Linked DNA regions of Zea mays: region 1 is linked to region 2. Evidence: chromatin contacts called from public Hi-C data. All regions are on one chromosome and are shown on one strand. The core of a region is the stretch at or near the end of the contact, and the rest is flanking DNA. Distances in the headings are between cores, read along the strand shown.

Region 1 (6,562 bases), core at 1,297-3,796, 140 kb after region 2:
AAAGTAGATTCCTGAACAGCAGTAGCACATCTCTGTTGATCACATAGGTTTCAAGTGAGGGAGTTCAGAAGATATCAGAACAACAGACAAGTAAAAAATCCATTTGTCTTTTCCTTCCCTTCCTATTTCCATTTGTCTTTTCAAGCAGGCGCCCTTAAAAATGGACAGGAACCAAATATCCACACAGATTATTTATGCCCTCGGACAAAGCTACATTACAGTCTCCCCGATCGAAGCAAACTAATGGAACAAATGCTAGTAAATGACAGCCTGCAAGCTAAGGTACGAACTATGTCTGCACGATTATAACTATCAATAGTGGATTTAATTCTATGTATGAAGTGGTAACTATATCCTCCCCTGCATGATTGACCAACCAATAATTGATTACAAGGACCAGCCAAACAGCCCTCGCAGTCAGTTCCAGTTCATAGGCAGTTCAGACTTCAGACTACCTCTGATCTGCTAATGCCTTCCCGTCATAAGAGTTCAGAGCAACGTAATAATGTACCCTTAAGACTGATGGTGAAGAATAACAAGAACATGTTATCAAGAAGCACTTTTTATGTTTGACGACACCCGTAAAACAACACGTTGCGCCGGAGAAAGTCGGCATTGACCATCAACGGATTACCAATGCGCCTGCCTAGTTGCTAAATTTCTGATGCTGCTGCTACTAGGAGTAGGACATGCATGCAACTCATGATGGATGTACACGTATTCCGGTCGTGTACCTACGACCTACGTAGGAGTACGATCTAGCATGCTCTGGAGCAAGAATTGGTTGGTGAGGAATAAACACTAGTACCTACCAAGGCAGCAAGAGGACCAGGAATGATATGATATACGGACCGTGTGTGTGTGACCTGTGATGTGATGTCATAGGGGGTCGGCATTCGCATACACCAGCGCTACAAAGGCGCGAAACGATCCAATTCATTCCCGCTACAGAGATGAAACGATTACCCCCTATCCTTGCTCGGAATTAATCACGCGGCAAAATATTTTCAGATGCGACGGCGAAGATTTTCAGGGGAGAATGGATCAGCAGAGAACTCACCCAAAGAACAGGGGAAACAGAGTCGGGCGAGGCTGCGATGGCTGCCTCCGTGTGACTTGGAGTGGAGCGGCGGATTGGAGCAGAGCGATGCCGCGAGCAGGGAGCGAGGCGGCGTGAGCGGCGAGCGATGCTGCGAGCGGAGCGGGACGGCTAACCCTAGCCACTTTCTGACGCTTTCCGATGGGTGATGGTCTGAAATGAGACAAGCCCAAATTTTCAGGGATGGGAAATGGGCTGAAATGGCCAATTCAATTCTAAGGGGATTTAAACAGGCCGAGACATGGAATTTAATTCAATTTGGACCAATTCTAGGGAACCAAACGGGCTGTAATTACCAAGCAAATCTGACTAATTAATACAGAAATTTGCAAGATCAAATCCATGAAACGAACAAACTCTGCATTCAGAACTGTGCTCTTGCCTGAATAGCCACTCTGTTGCACACTATTTTGCTTCTTGGGCGATTGATTTGTTGCACTTTGAGCTATGGTGTCTTCAGTTTGTGAAAAGGAAATAAAGCTTTACCAAGAAATATAGACACATGCATTCTGGTTATACACACGCTTCTATGTTGCCTATCAAAACTTTAATAATCAGATATTTTCATATTTGGAAATGAAGCTAGTCAGAGCTGAACCAAAACATTTTATCTGCATTTTTTCTGACCCTAATAAAAAACCATTTACAATTGCTGCACAAGAAATCATGCAAAACCAAATCAACTTGACCCTCGGCATGTGATTGTTGTGAATCATCTCCGATGCTATGAGAACAATACACAGGAGATAATTACCTTTTTTCGCTGTTAGGAGATAATTTTCTTTTTTGTCCGAGGAGCAATACAGCATGGAGCCAAACACACAACACAATACTCCCGCATATTTTCTATTAGTTGTCGTTTTAGTTAAGATTTAAATTAAATTTATAAAATTTGACTACAAATAACTATTTATTATGTAGTTCTAAAATATAATATTTGTATACACCGATTTATCTTAATAAATACTTTATAAAATTTAAAATATATTATGAGTTTATTTATATTTAAAAAAATATTGATCAAAATTATATTTTAGATACCGTGTCTCTATTATAAATATAACTAATGCTAGTCTTGTCCAGACAGTAGCTGGTCGGCATCTGTGACATCCTCGGATTCCGGACTTTGCCGCCCGGCGCTTCGCGGAGGCCGCTGAGGTAGCTCATGAAAACGGTAGTTTTTGGCCCGGACGGCCGGCCTAATGGGCTGCAGATCGGGTCTAGCCCAAATAACATGCGATGTCTGGACCGGCCAGTGAAGACAATATGCCCCACTGAAGCCCAGAAGCTACCTAAACTCCCAGCCGTCTCCTCCGCATGCGAAAACCCTAGCAGCTCCGCAGTCCCTCTCCTCTCGAGGTGGCGGCGCTCCCTCCTGTTTTCCTCTTCTTCTTCCTGTACTATATAGCCTCCCCTCGCAAATCGTCACTGACGAGTGATGTCATTCCGCTTGCTTGATTGTTCCAGATATTCGCAGTTGACCGGGTCCTCGGAGCACGTAAGTTCCGAATCTTCGCTTCTTCTTGTGATAGTGTTTCGAGTTGCCTCATGTTTACCTTGAGTCGTCTTCCGGCTCGCCACATGGTCAAGGCGCGTCGCCGTCGATGCCCGCTTGATTCCACCGTCAGCCAGATTTTTCTGGCTCGATTGTACCTGCGACGTAGTGTGGAGATGAGACGCGGAGGTGGCGCCGGATGCTAGGGAACGGGAACTAGATACGGTCCCTGCTACTGTGGTGGATGCGCTGGTTTCTCATATTGGGATTTAAATGAATCCTTGATCTATTTATAACATGCCTTGACCGCTTGTTGACTTATATCTCTAGTTGAGGAGGGCCTTGTTAAGATTTGCTCTGGTCCATGAGCGTGCATGTTTACTTGTTGTGGTCTGTAGTACGCATTCACCAAGTAAATTTGGTGTTTTCACCGTAGATACTGGTCTCTATGCTCTTCTGTTTGGTTGTCCGTTAAGCCTGTTGGTATTTTTTCTGGTGCTTCAGTATGTCCTGCTGTCTGACACCTTCAACATAACTGTTGTTATCATACATTAGTGCTTGAGCATTTCTTTGGATTCTAGCAGACAATAGATTCAAGGTACTCTGGTAATTTGATTTTTAGGTTGATTTGCTTTAGTTCCTTGGGTCAGTTGCTTTACCATTTTATTACCTGACCTCACTGTCATGTAGCTAAAGAGTTGAAGTAACTGATACGATGATTTTTGATGGCTTGAGCAGGATGAAGTTTGTTGCTGCCTACTTGCTTGCTGTCCTCGCTGGGAACGCCAGCCCCTCCGCTGAGGATTTGACTGCCATTCTGGAGTCAGGTAATTTCATTTAACTGTCATTCCAATGGATAACTCTTGTTACTATTAACTCTGCTTTGGTTTATGGAAAAGACACAATTCTGACAATAGCATTACCTGCTTCTTGAAAGTAGGGTTTTTATGTTTAACTAGAAGTTAACAATTATTTAGCACAATTGGTTTGATTGGTATTCATCACAATAGTGGTCCTGTATTCACTGATTTAGTGTTCTGCTCTTCTGGTTGTACTTGGCCGCATGGCTCATGTAGCAAAAGCATCTAATGCAATCATTCTTACTTGTTCATGTTGCAGTTGGCTGTGAAGTTGACAATGAAAGGATGGAACTCCTGCTGTCCCAACTGAGCGGTAAGGACATCACCGAGCTCATTGCCGCGGGCAGGGAGAAGTTTGCTTCAGTCCCATGTGGTGGCGGTGGTGTCGCTGTTGCGGCAGCTTCACCTGCTGCTGGCGGAGCTGCTCCTACAGCTGAGGCAAAGAAAGAAGAGAAGGTGGAAGAGAAGGAAGAAAGCGATGATGTAAGATCGTTGTTCTCCAATTCTGGCTGCACATTTTTCCCTATCAGAGCAGCAGTAATAAATTACTCTGTTCTGGTATTATGAATATACTACTTTCAATTCATCTTGATATCATGGCCACCGATTCTTTTATACTGTTGTTTCCTTTGCTGTCGACACATCCAGAGATTTTATCATGTTAATTATCTTTTATGCAGGATATGGGCTTCAGCCTCTTCGACTAGGCTGCACAGTCATCACAGTATTGTTTCGGGCAGTGAAACCAGAGGAAAACCAGAGTCATGTTTAGATTTTAACCTTGTTTTATGTTGGAAAGTACTGCTACTTGTCTTTATATTTGGTAATTCAGCCGTAGGTTGCTATGCTGGTTGGGATTTACTCGTGAACCAGAGTTTTTCTATCTTATATCCTGAATTTGTTATCCCAAAGTTTCCTGGCTTTTTAACTATTTTGTTGTTACATGTTGATATTGCTTTGTTCATCCTTATTCACCTACTATAGCTATTTGCAATCACAAAATCACTTGATGGCGGTGAGCCTAGAGTTATCAAGCTGATATTAATGCTTCGTAAGATCTTGTGGTACCTTTTATTTTAAACAATTTTACATTATGGTCAAATTCTATAAGTATATGAAATTATGTATAGATACTAGGTCGGCCGTGGCATACCTCGCCACGTCCTCGTCCAGGAGCGCGCCTACCTCCTCCGTTCACGGATCTGGATCTGAAGGAGGCCAAGGAGCTCGTAGAGAAGGCGTCCGCCGTGTTGAAGGATGGAGTTGAAGGATGGAGTTTGGAAGGAAGTGGTAGAGAGTATTGCCGAGAAGATGTGGGCGGTCGGCACGAGATTGTTCTCGAGTGAGACGATGAGAGAAATTCCATGGGAGGGAGGAGCTTCATGGGCGACGCTACGCACAAGCTGGGGCCGGACGGTGGGCGTTTAGCTGGAGGTGATGGAGCATCTGGAAACTTCTCGTTGCGTAGCGGATTGGAGAGCTGCACGGGACCGTCGAAGCGCGATCGAACGGCTGCAAGCGCGATCGAACGGCTGCACAACCAAAGGATGACGTGGCTTACTGAGGAGCGAGCTTTGTGTACGCGTTTGTTATATAGAAATGTGTTTTATATTTTATTTTTATACATATATTCCAAATTTTAAGACTTGGCTGCCAAAATATTAATATCCATTTAATTTCCAGCCTCTCGGTTTATTGGAACACAAGATTTTCAGAAATTAGGAATAGGAAAAACACAAGTGTTATTTACAACGCAGAAAGGTCATAAAACATATTTGGATCACGCTCAAATTTAAGGGACAAAGCCCGGTGTATTTCATACATGCGCTAAAGAAGACAACATATATAATAACAGAGTGTATATAGATAAATGTCACAATAACATCAGAGTATTTATTACATAGCGGAAGTCTTACAAAATAAATGATAAATATAAAACGAACTAAAGATCATCCTTGGCGCCATAAAGTTAACTCGCCACCTAGATCAAATCATTACTTTCGGGTATTTATTAGCTAAACAGATTAATGTTTTACTTACCAAAGCTAATTCATTAGCTTATGGTAGTATATGCTAAGATGTCCATTTATAATATTTCAATCAATCAAAGAAAGCAAACCAGTCATTTATCATCAGAACAATCAACAAACATTTTTAAATAAAAAAATAGTTTTAATTTTGTCTTAGGTTCCCTATCTCTTAAGAATGTCATAAATGTAGAATTCTAAGGTGTGAAATCCATCTTGTCTTAGAGTGGAAAAGATAAGAGTAATCAGAGTATGACAACAAAAGGTGAGACATGATCAAGATAAGTATAGAATGAATTATAGTAAGGTAAGTAGGTAAGAGTTTTATCCATTTCTATCTAGGTTTCGTCCTACAGTTAACATTTCCTTTAATAACACTTCTGTCACACCCGGATTTAAGTGACAGAGCCGGGTGCATCTCATACATACGCCAAAAAATATATAATAACAGAGTGTATAGAGATAAATGTCACAATAACATCAGAGTATTTATTACATAACAAAAGTCTTACAAAATAAATGATAAATATAAACCGAACTAAGGATCATCCTTGGCGCCACAAAGTCAACTGGGAGACGCCACCTAGATCAGATCAAACTCCTCGTTGTGTGGCTCCTCCTGAACCACCTGTTCTTCTCCTGTGGGGGAGTGTGAGACAGCAAGAGTGAGCTCACACATGATCATAGCTAAACAAGTTGTTGGGAAACCAGTGTACATGAACTCACCAAAGGTGGGAGTTCATATGATGTGTAAGACTAATCAACAATAGGTGTTAAAGCTGAGCATTGCTTTTAATAAGTTGATCAAAATTTTATTAGCAGTTACTAAATGTAAGTGAATACCAAACCATAATAAAAATAATAGAACAAAATTAATAAATAATTCCATGCAATGCAAATGACAAATTGAAATTTAAATTCCATAAATTTATCATGCGAGAGTTCCGAGCTGCTCATGATCGTGAGCACGGCTAGTATACCAGTTTTACACTCTGCAGAGGTTGTGTCCTGTACTACAAGTTATTTTACCCATCTGCCAACGGATCGCGACTCTCATACACCTCTACCAAGGAAGCGAGGC
Region 2 (6,279 bases), core at 3,429-5,928:
GATGCCCAGCAAGTCCTTTGCGAGCATGCTGGCGTCGTCCGTCCGCTTGGAGTTGGCGTGTCGCGGGGAAACGGCGCTCGTCTTCGTCTCAGACGCGAGGTCGACGCCCGACGTGTCCCCCGTTGGGGCGCCGGCGCCGTCGATTCGCTCGACAGCCGACGAGATGCCGCCTCCTGCTTGGCCTTGGTTGACTCGCCTCCTCCTCCATCGGTGGGGGAGGCGACGGGACAAACCCGAATGTTGTTCTTCCGCCACGTGGGGAAGACGTCGTCGATTCCGCCGCCGGTGGGCGGGTTGTCGGCCGCCATTGTCGCTGTCGCGCGGCGGGGGAAGGAGTATCATGTCGTAGCTGCCGTCGAGGGACATGAACTCAAGACTCCCGAAACGGAGCACCGTCCCGGGCTGGAAAGGTTGCTGGAGACGACCCATCTGGAGCTTGACAGGAAGTTGTTCGTCAACACGCAGCAGGCCCCTACCTAGCGCGCCAACTGTCGGCGTTTCGACCCCGGGGGGTCCCTGGACCGATGAGTAAATTGTCGCCGCGTGCCCCAGCCCAGATGGGTCGGCGCGAGACGGAGCGCGAAAGGGGGAAACCAGAGGGAGACAGGCGTAAAGGGGAAACCCGCGGCCTTCGTGTTTGTCCCGCGCCCAGGTCGGGTGCGCTTGCAGTAGGGGGTTACAAGCGTCCGCTTGGGGGAGAGCGAGAGGCTTTTGCGCGCCGTCCCGTTCCCCCGCGCGGCCAATCTTCTTGTACGAGTGCCCTGGACCTTCCTTTTATAGGCGTAAGGAGAGGGCCCAGGTGTACAATAGGAGATGTAGCAGTGTGCTAACGTGTCTAGCAGAGAAAAGCTAGTGCCCTAAGTACATGCCGTCGTGGCAGCCGGGGAGGTTTTGGCACCCTGTTCATGTGATGTCGTGGCCGTCGGAGGACCGCTGGGGCCTTGCGGAAGGACAGCTGTCGGGGCTGTCGAGTCCTTGCTGACGTCTCCTTGCTTCCGTAAGTGGCTGAGAGCCACCGTCATCATGGAGCACGCGAGGCGCCATCATTACTTGTTTACCGGAGCGAGCCAGATGGGACGCCGGTCTTGTTCCCTGTAGCCTGAGCTAGCTAGGGGTAGGATAATGATGGCCCCCCTGTGGCGTGGTCGGTCCGAGCCCTGGGTTGGGCGAGGCGGAGGCTCCTCCGAGGTCAAGGTCGAGTCCGAGCCCCGGGTCGGGCGAGGCGGAGACCATCGTCTGAGGCCGAGGCCGAGTCCGAGCCCTGGGGTCGGGCGAGGCGGAGTTCGTCGTCTTCCGGGGCCGAGGCCGAGTCCGAGCCCTGGGGTCGGGCGAGGCGGAGCTTCCTATGGCGCCCGAGGTCAGACTTGGCTGCTATTAGCCTCACTCTGTCGAGCGGCACAGCAGTCGGAGCGACGCAGGCGGCGCTGTCCTCTTGTCAGGCCGGTCAGTGGAGCGGCGAAGTGACTCCGGTCACTTCGGCTCTGTCGACTGAGGGGCACGCATCAGGATAAGGTGTCAGGCCATCCTTGCATTAAATGTTTCTGCGATACGGTCGGTCGGTGTGGCGATCTGGCCAAGGTTGCTTCTTGGCGGAGATTGGGCCTCGGGCGAGCCGAAGGTGTGTCCGTGGCTTGAGGGGGCCCTCGGGCGAGACGTGAATCCTCCGGGGTCGGCTGCCCTTTGCCCGAGGCTGGGCTCGGGTGAGGCGAGATCGTGTCCCTTGAGTGGACCGAGCCTTGACTTAATCGCACCCATCAGGCCTTTGCAGCTTTGTGCTGATGGGGGTTATCAGCTGAGATTAGGAGTCTTGGGAGTACACCTAATTATGATTCCCAACAGTAATAATTCATGAAACATGTTGATATACTTATTATATTTATGATTCATATGCTTTATGTTCTCTTGATCCATATTGGTATGGATCAATTTGAGATCATGATTTATATGGTTAATTGTCTTTTATATGTCATCATCATAATGTTAATTTATGCAATTAAAATGATATGGAAAATGTCTATAATTTTAACACACGGTATAGTACTAGGGCGTGGATGCATGACATGTGCACATGCATCATAAAATTAGCTACTGTCGTATATAACGACGACGCTGCTGAACAGCTTGGGACGATCCTCTGAATTAATTTCTCTAGCAGTGATTAAGCGAATCAGCTCGTACGTTTTCCTCCTCCATCGGCGGTGAAATGGTGGATCACATGTCGAGCAGATGCGTGGACGACGGGATCCCCGCAGCGGGCGTACTCTTGGGCGGCAGGTGCGCGGCGGAGGAGTGGAGCATGGCGGTGAGCTCCTTGGACGCGACGATGGACTTGTACATCTCCAAGACGAGGCGCCGCTCGAACTCGGTGGGCTTGCCGGGCGCCGCGACCCGCTGCTGCTTCGCGACGGCGCCGCAGGGCAGCGCGAGTGCCGACGCCCGCCTGGCCAGAGCCAGCATGCCGCGTACGCACGCGTCCCGCGCCCGTGCCAGCGCACGCCGCGGGCCCGCCAGGAGCACGCGCACCCGCCGCCGCAAGCGTGCGCCGCCGCCGGAGCGCAGGCGCCCCACCAGCTGCCGCGCCCGGAGCTCGGTGCCGTCGTCGACGTCCGTCAGCTGGCCCAGGCGGTGGTACTTGCGGCGACGGACAGCCCGCGTGGACCGTATTGGGAACGCCTCAGCCTCCATGGGAGGGGGGTTTCAAATTCAGGCTCGGTATATATGGCTATGGCGCCGGCCGGACCCTTCATTTATGCTTATGCAATGCAAGTACGTGCGCGGCTGGTTTCTTTGGGCGGGGCACTTTCACTGCTGCTGCGAAACTAAACCCAAGTCAGAAAGAGGGGCGGAAGGCTTCAGGGAATCAGGGTTGTTGTGTACGTGGTCGGGTCCAAGACAGCATCTTGGATTGGATCATCGGATGGATGGTCAAAGTAAAATGCCGTAGCGAAATGGAACATGTCTGTCCGGTAATGGTCAACGACTTAATTGCCTCGCGAGTGTGTATGTTTTTGCGGGCGCGTTCACGTGTTTGAAACGACTAAACATGATCTGTTGCATATGTTCGCACTCAGAACATGTGTGATGTCCTGGAATGACTGTTAAATACGCGAGTACATGTATACGGTGATTACTCGAAGTAGGACTAGTAATAAAATTTAAGGATCGGACTTGTAAGCTAGAATTAATTAAGTTTTAAGCTAGAATTAATTAAGGACTCAATCAATTTGTGAGGAAATATTCGGGTTGTGATCTATTATTCTATTACTAACTCTATTCAGGAGCAACGACGGGACGGGGAAGACTGGATGAGAAAATTTACATGTAGTGACAGGGTACAACTAATTAAATAGGTCGGACTATATTGGTCGAGCATTTTAGCTCAGCACATGTACTGCATGTCACCACAATAACCATACTAAGTCAGTCTGAGGTCCATAATAAGTCGTGCTTGGGTTCACGAGACACGACCATTTATGCGGTCTACGTACCTTAGATCACTGATGTCACTCTGATCGCCCTTTAACACCCCAAAGGGTAATTAAAAGACTACAGAGATTATAGCATGTGGCACACTAGATACACACATGACACAACCTTCTGTATGACACTTGTTATGCATCGTACGGGGACCACGCTATGCCAACTCCAGTTTTGGGATGGAGCAACCTCGGGAGGTGAGTACATACGTCGGATTGTATAGATGATTCAGCACAGAGAACAAAAATCCTAGGCATTATCTGCAACTGTTTGCAGAAGAAAGGTTGCCATCATTCTGTTCGACGAAAACTGAGCAAGGTTACCTATATATATTCTTTTCAACAACAATTAGTTGTTTTAAGGTTGTGAGAAAGACCATGAACACGAGTCTCTTATGATTTAACTAATGACCTAATTACACCAAGCGAAAGATCAAATTGCGCCAAGAGATCGAAATGAACAGCATCTCCTAGAGAAAGCAAGCAAGAGGACCAGAAATTGCTTGACAACACGGGCGGGGGATGATTGGAGCAGAGTACGCACACGCAATGCAAGAGGAACTAAGACGACGACGACGACAGCAATGATGACCTATAGCTAGCGGCACCACGGACGGGGGTTGCAGCACATGCACGCCGGGCGGCGCGCGCCTACGCGCCGGGCGCGGCGTCCTTGGCGCGGGTGCGCAGGTATCCGCCGTACTCGCGCGCGTAGTCCTTGACGTGGCTGGCGGTGTCGGCGATCCGGCTGCGCGCGTAGTCCACCCGGTCGGCGCCCACGGGGTGGCGGCCCGTGAAGTAGCGGTACATCCAGGTGGCCACGGGGAGCGCGGCGGCGGCGAAGGCGCAGGCGGAGAGCGCGGCGGCGACGATGGCGGAGATCACGACGGCGACGGGCACCCAGATGGGGCTGGTGAGCAGCGCGATGGGGCCCAGGAAGACGAGCGCCACCACGGCGCCCGTCAGCGTCACCCCCGTCAGCAGCAGCAGCACGGCGCCAGAGACGAGCAGCGTCAGGAACCCCACCACCTGCGTCGAGTTGGGCGCGCGGGTCTGCACCCGCCGCAGCAGCGTCGCCGGGTCCTCCACGCCGCTGCCAGGCCCATGCTGATGCCGGTCTCCCATGCTCGCTGTGCTGTGGCCGCCTTTGAGGGGAGTCCGGTCGGCGGTGGCGATCGGGTATCTCTCTGTCTTGTTGTGGCTGCTGGGAAATGGCGGGGAGGAGTATAAGGCGCGGAGAGGGACGTGCCCGCGCCGGCACGTGTCCGGGCGCCGCGCGTGCATGCGCGACGTGTGCCTCGCTCCCGCCCGGGCCGACCAACGGACGTGCTGCCTCGCTCCCGCGGCAGCTGCTGGCGGCCGTGCGTTTCTTCTCTCACTGTACGCGCTCTTCGGATCATGGCGCAGACACGGCTTAAAATTAACATGGCTCTTGTGGTCGTAGAACATAACACCGAGTTTTAAGTCGTGTGGTGTGGTGTCGACCACGCGCATGTGAATTAACATGAAAATACACTTTGTTTACCTTCTTCACTAGTATGTGCTAGGTGGGTAGGATCCTGGTTTGGCTTCGTGGGCTTGATGATAAAATTCGTTCTCAGACACGCCAAAGAGATGGGCCCAAACAATAAGCTCACAGAGTCACAAACGTTGTGGCCTAGATAAGGCCCAAGTAAACACGATTCACGGTCACGGCGACCCCGTCTGCCGTTTGGATTCCCCGGCAAGCGGCGGCGGCCGGAACCGGAACCCACGCGACGGCGACACTGGCACCGCGCTCGGAGGCGCTGGAGCCAGCCCCCTCCCCGGAGACTAGTAGGTGGCCAGCTCGCCACGGCCAACCACTGGAACTGTTCGGTTCCACTTCGGCGTTCAGGTGGAGCTCTCCGCCACAACCTCGACTGTCTCCGTTCAGGTGGACTTTTGTCTTGATATATGCTTCTTCAAGTCAGATCTGCTGTTCTAGCACTGTATGTGCGTGGGTGGTAACTGGTAACGGGTCAATTTCTTCAAAGTATCGAATGCGGTGAGGCACAAAGTAATTTTTTTTTCTTTTAACAAAGACGGCAAGGTTCATTCAGACGAATTATCTCCATGGGTACCGGACTAACCGAATGGACGCTTTTGACATTTTATTAGTAGTATATGCGTAGCAACAAAAACATGCCCAAGTGATTCATTTTCTGGAGCTGCCTGTTTACAGTTACAGCCTTTAAAATGAAAAGGTATACACTTGAGCTAAAACTGTTATATGCATGAACATAACCTGTCCTGCCCTTACTTTCATAAAAAATAAATGAACATAACCTGATGACTTGTATTCTCTTAGCATATACAACTTGCTTGACACCACACTGGAATTTAAACTTCTCTTTTGTACACAACTAAAAATCAGTATCCAGCAAGTAAGACCAGATGTGTGTTGAATCCTGTGTTCAACTCATGCTTCAGCCTTCAGATATCTGTGGAGCAGATTTATGTGTACTCATCTTGCTTCTTAGCTCTTCAAAAGCTTTCATGCTTTCTGCATCAAATCCCCCAGCAAACTGCAGAAGGTAGATGAATAAGTTACTGATTCGAAATATTCATATCACCTGTGAAGTACCTGGGTTCTGAAAATATTGGCGTGAGGATTTTACCTGATGAACACGGAAAGAGAACCTCACACCCTGCCACCCTGGAGAAGCAAAAACTCTCTATTGGGCTCTTTCTCAGTGCCTTCCAACGCATCAAGTTCTGATGCAACCCTCTTCATATACTTGTTCGCAAGCTGAACAGATGCCAATTTGATATATCCAACATG

Evidence for each region. Hi-C and Micro-C count contacts between places; a contact is called where the count stands out from the background.
Region 1: a Hi-C map of ear shows a contact between it and region 2, with 4 times the contacts expected there. The contact joins the promoter of LOC542337 here to the promoter of LOC100286352 in region 2. A contact is called at or near these places in 4 of 25 Hi-C or Micro-C datasets (ear, endosperm, leaf and 1 more).

Annotation. Positions count from the first base shown.
Region 1 is chr8:74,617,735-74,624,296 of Zm-B73-REFERENCE-NAM-5.0, forward strand. It overlaps LOC542337 (acidic ribosomal protein P2a-2), which reads left to right and starts at 2,547. Exons shown (of 4, transcript NM_001111918.1): 1 at 2,547-2,597; 2 at 3,333-3,421; 3 at 3,714-3,937; 4 at 4,135-4,395. The coding sequence starts at 3,334. The coding sequence ends at 4,161.
Region 2 is chr8:74,475,947-74,482,225 of Zm-B73-REFERENCE-NAM-5.0, forward strand. LOC100286352 (oleosin Bn-V) reads right to left here and starts at 4,679. Exons shown (of 1, transcript NM_001159239.1): 1 at 3,776-4,679. The coding sequence starts at 4,601. The coding sequence ends at 4,128. LOC109941797 (protein CHUP1, chloroplastic-like) reads right to left here. Exons shown (of 19, transcript XM_023300878.1): 17 at 6,151-6,267; 18 at 6,116-6,148; 19 at 5,641-6,022. The coding sequence ends at 5,924. It overlaps LOC100274568, which reads right to left and starts at 3,195. Exons shown (of 1, transcript XM_008657837.2): 1 at 1,967-3,195. The coding sequence starts at 2,685. The coding sequence ends at 2,212.